Linked DNA regions of Triticum aestivum: region 2 is linked to region 1. Evidence: chromatin contacts called from public Hi-C data. All regions are on one chromosome and are shown on one strand. The core of a region is the stretch at or near the end of the contact, and the rest is flanking DNA. Distances in the headings are between cores, read along the strand shown.

Region 1 (2,614 bases), core at 53-2,552:
CTTGGTGCAGTAGGCAGGTCACTTGAGATAGTTAGCACAAATCATCACACTCGGCAGGTCATCATCAGAGAGAATGATTGCAGGACTGCTGGAGGTGCGTAGCCATGATCAAATTTTATGTGATCCGCAAGTTCCACAAAATTATCAGAAGCAAGGGGTCAGTAGCGAAAATTGAATGGTTACAAAAAAAATATCAACAACTTCCAACAAAAGACAAGCACATACATCCCAATTATCTTGTTCTCCGCAGAGTCATCTCTCCAGCTCATCCTCCGAGAATACCTGAAGTGTGCTTAGTAAAAATACCTGCAATACCCAGTGTCAGTGGACAACGACAAAATGATTTTTCGACTGTGCGGGCAGTAAGAGACAACACCAGAGAAGAGTGAAATGTATAAAATGAGAAGGTGAACATCGAGTGCATGTCACCCTATAGGGCCCATGTAAGGCTCATGAGTTACAGAGCAAAGTACAGAAAGTAACCTAACATCTAAATACACCAGAACGGACAGATGTAATAAAAGGACAGAGGGAGTCATTACTATCAGAAACAAGTATAATTTTATACATATTGGATTAAGATTGCTTAAGAAATACACAGGGTTAAAAAAATAAGGAAAGGTTTTTGCATTGTCTAATTAAAGCATTACTGCCAAGTTCGTCTAAAGATAAAATGCTAGTAGGAAAAAGCAACCTAATACTTTGTCAAAGGGAGTAGAACTTGTAACTGAAAAGCTGCCCCAAGTTACCCAAGTACTCCCTCTGTAAAGAAATATAAGAGCGTTTAGATCACTACTTTAGTGATCTAAACGCTCTTATATTTCTTTAAGGAGGGAGTATAAAAGACGAGAGCAGCACCATGATACAGCATACTGACTGAATCCTGATTTAAAAGCCTCCAGTTGTCTTGAGATTCCACTTTTAACCGCAGTGTCGACAACAAAATAAACATATTCATCCAAACTCTCATCAGTTACCTGAAAATAACATGAGTAATTTAGAGAATACTTTAATCTGCTGATAAGCCAGCAACTGAGAGTGCAGAGTCAAATCAGTTACATTATCTGAGGTACCCTCTGAAGAAAGCACATATTCTGGATACACGGGGACAACAAAGTCAATAGCAAGATCCTCAATTTTACAACCTCGTTAACACAAATCAGATGTGCTCTGGTATCCCCCATTGAAGATGATTCTAAGTATCTCTTTTGACAAGTGCTTTCAACTCCATAAGGGTTGTTGCCAGCTCAGGATCAAATGAACTGATATCATATATATTAACAGCTCAGGATCAAAGGAACTGATATCATATATATTAAGCTCCTAACAAAGAAAAGCTTATTAGATCGACTAACAAAAGTAAGAAAGCGTAACAAACATGATATATATTTCAAGAATGCAAGGTCCAAAATACCTGTCCTAGGATAAGCTTGTAAAATGCTTTGGAAAATGGAATGTCAAGAATTCTGACATCCTTAATTGCCTTTGTGATGACTCCTTTCAGATGCTCATCTATATTCATTGCATCAATGTAATTTTTCTTCTTCTATCTCCTTTGATCTGTGTGAGTGGGAGAGATAGAGAGAATAATGCACCTTGAGTGCTCTCATTGCATTCCTGTGATTATATACACGAGCCGTACATGTACAGGGCGCGTAGCGCAGGAGAGAGAGGGAGAGTGGGACACACGACGTGCGAGAGGTGGGGGGGCATGCACGACGTGCATGGCCATGCAGCTAGTCTAGGGCAGCAACTGCTTACACCCCGCCGCAGCTGAAGCATCGGGTGGCCGGATGCATAAGCTGGACCGGAACTCCTGGAACGCCGGTGTCGATAGCCCCTTGGTCAGGACGTCAGCGAACTGATGCGTGGTGGGCACGTGCAAGACACGGAGGTGACCAAGGGCGACCTTCTCTCGGACGAAGTGGATGTCGAGCTCGATGTGTTTCGTGCGTCGATGGTGGACGGGGTTGGCAGCCATGTAGACGGACGAAATGTTGTCGCAGAAGATGACAGTGGCCTTGGGGAGGGAGACGTGCAGCTCACCAAGGAGTTGGCGAAGCCAGCAGCACTCCGCGACGGTGTTGGCGACGGCACGGTATTCTGCTTCCGCGCTGGAACGGGAGACCGTAGCCTGGCGCTTGGATGACCAAGAGACCAAGGAGTCGCCGAGGTAGACAGTGTAGCCGGAGGTGGAGCGCCGCGTGTCCGGGCAGCCTGCCCAGTCTGCGTCCGAGTACGCGGTGAGCGCGAGCGACGCCGACGGGAGCGCGAGCGACGCCGACGGGTGCAGGTGGAGGCCGTACTCGGTGGTGCCACTGAGATAGCGCAAAATGCGCTTCAGCAAGGCAAGGTGAGGAGTGCGCGGGTCGTGCATGACCAGGCAGCACTGTTGCACGGCATAGGCGATGTCGGGCCGTGTCATGGTCATGTACTGCAGGGCGCCTGCCAAGCTGCGATACTCGGAGGCGTGAGGGACTGGCGCGCCGTCTGTCGCGGAGAGCTTGGAGTGAGTGTCGACTGGCGTGGACACCGGCTTGCACTCGGTCATGTTTGCGCGTCCCAGCAGCTCCGCAGCATATTGCCGCTGAGAGAGGAAGAAGCCTTCGGGCGT
Region 2 (2,614 bases), core at 70-2,569, 640 kb after region 1:
CACCGCGCGGTACACGGACGCGTCCTTGACCCTCCGGTCCTCCGAGAACCCTGCCGTCGCCTTCTCGAGTTCCGAGTACTTGTACACGGTCAGGGACTCCACCGCCGCGCGCGCGTCGGTGGACACAAACGCCGACGATGACGAGGAGTTCGTCGTAGCCGAGGACGTATGCTTGCCCGAGGCAAGAGGGTCGTAATCGGCAGACGAGGGCACGTCGAGAACGCCCTTCCCCGGATGGCCGTCTTCCACAACGCCGGGCCGCGGTCGCCGCCGCCGCCGGACACATAAGAACATCAGGCCAAGAAGTCCCGCCAGCGCAAGAACGCCGACACCAACACCGACCCCGACAGCAACCCCCTTCCCGCTGCCCGACCCTCCAGACGGCGGCGGCTGCTGGGCCTGCGGTGGCGCCGGTGCTGGCGGTGGCGCCGGCGACACGAGCATGTCCGGCGTGGGCGCGCTCTTGAGCGGGATGAGCAGAGTGGTGAAGGGGTATATGTTCTCGCTGTCGGTTAGGTTGTTGGCGCGGAGCACCGCCTGGGCGTCGACGCGGAAGCGGGCGGCGATGTCGGCGATGGCGTCGCCCCATGTGACGAGGTAGGTGAGCAGGTGCCTGACCCCGGAGGCGGCCTGCGCCGGCGAGGGGCAAGCGCAGCGGAGCGGCACGGTGAGGTTGTTCCCGACGACGAGTTTGCGGCTATCGTGGTTGGGGTTCTGCGCGATGAGCGCCTGGCAGGTGGTGAGGCCCTGGTAGGTGATGTTGGCGGTGATGAAGTAGGTCTCGTTGCTGAACTGGATGGTATAGGACGTGTTGTGCTGGTAGTAGCCGCCGGGCGCGCAGCCGCAGTTGAGCGGCGCGAGGACGAGGCGGGAGGCGGCGACCGGGGAGACAGTGGGCACGGCGTTGGCGTCCGCGAGGACGGCGGGGGTGGTGTTGAGGAGGTAGGAGATGGAGATGGGCGAGTCGTAGGGCGGGGAGGAGCGGAAGACGACGTAGGAGGCGCAGGGACGGGCCGCGGCGGTGGCGTTGCAGGTGTAGCCGAGCACGGAGCTGTCGTTGGTGCCGTAGCAGTTGAGTTGCTTGTTGGCCTCGTACTGCTGCTGCGCGCGCGCGACGCGGCACCGAGGCGCGGCGACGGCGAGGAGGACGAGGAGCGCGAGCGCCGCCCTGCTGGTGGCGGCGAGCCCGCGCGGGCGCGTCGGAGCGGCCATTGCTTCGGTTGCGCTTCCTGTAAAGGGGATGAGTGGGGAAAGGAAGCACGGCAGGGAGGGAGGGGACTCAGGACGGTGGTGTGCCGCGTTCGGTCGGTCGGGTAATGTGTGGTGCTATGGTTGGACGGAGTCAAAGGTCGTTGCTTCTAGTTTTTCCATGGGTGGCGGCGGGCAGGGGGCGGGATGTGCAGCTGGAGCCAGAACGCAGGTCAACTGGTATGGGGAGTCAATTATCAAACCTTTCGCTCTCCTTTGAGCCTTTCATTTGACCATTTCTCTTGCTCGGTTAACAACATAACGAATACTTTACGGAAGCTCAGGTATTGTGGCGCCAACTGACAATATCACTCCCTTGTAGTGATCTAATGTTTTTATTTTCTTTATAGAATGAGTTATGTATAGATTTTGTGGTAGAATTCACACCATTTCTACTGGCAGCGAAGACACGCACCGCCGAGCAATCAGATTCGACCATCAAAGGCTTCTGATTTGCCTGGTTAGCCAAATTAATCGCTTTTGGGAAGCAAGATTATCCCCGAGCACAGACCCACAGACCAGCTGCGGCACCTAAATGTCAGATGCGAAAATTCTACCATCCAGCCAGGTGCAAGAAACGTTGGACATGGCGCATGATGACCAGCTTCATTGGCCAATCGCCGCGTTCAATATTCAAATCAACTCTCGGTTGGACGACGACCTGCACCTGCAAACACGGAGGGAGGAACGGTCATGTACCCGTGACACTGACGGGCGGACGGAATAAACGCCGGTGCGGTTGCGAGCGACGGGAGTGGTGGGACACCTGTCCCAGAGCTCCGTGCCTTCGCGGAAACTGACCGGGATGCCCCGTCACCGCCGCCACCTGCGGCCAGCCTCTCTTCTTTCGAACCCGGGCAACTGGCCTCACCGGCAAGATCTACCTGTACTACTACTCAGCTACTGTTGCGTAGTACTACAGCGTGTTTGGTTCAAGGTTGTGAACGGTACCTGTATGGCATACACTTCTCAACCCAATCTGGTTGAGTAAAAACAGGCCTAATGCGTCATCTACAAGTTATTTGGTTGCCTGCATCTAGGGTTCCTGCATTAGGTAATACACAAGTGCATTTTATTTGGTTGTTTGAATTGGCCCAAGCGGCACATGGACACGGTATTTGGTTGCACGCATGAGGTATAATTAAGAGCTAGCACTTGCTCTTAACACACAGGGTTAAGAGCCAGCAGAAGAAGGGGGAAGAAATGCAGTGTGCGCCGGACCATGGCGACTGCGGTGGATAGTGGTCGTGGCGTCGTGTCTGACATGACGAGCATGAAGTTGTGGGCGAGCGACACCGTGGGCGAACTAGTTGCGGTGCTTGCACAAAGACAATCGACAGAGGAGGAGAATGCAGTGTTCGCGCCA

What was found. A called contact is a pair of places that touch in the nucleus more often than the background predicts.
Region 2: a contact with region 1 is called in a Hi-C map of leaf, with 5 times the contacts expected there. The contact joins the promoter of LOC123136780 here to the promoter of LOC123136777 in region 1. A contact is called at or near these places in 2 of 5 Hi-C or Micro-C datasets (both in leaf).

The regions. Positions count from the first base shown.
Region 1 is chr6B:239,088,289-239,090,902 of IWGSC CS RefSeq v2.1, forward strand. LOC123136777 reads right to left here and starts at 1,303. Exons shown (of 8, transcript XR_006467284.1): 1 at 1,060-1,303; 2 at 859-977; 3 at 226-306; 4 at 1-85.
Region 2 is chr6B:239,726,928-239,729,541 of IWGSC CS RefSeq v2.1, forward strand. LOC123136780 (protein LYK5) reads right to left here and starts at 1,320. Exons shown (of 1, transcript XM_044556281.1): 1 at 1-1,320. The coding sequence starts at 1,212.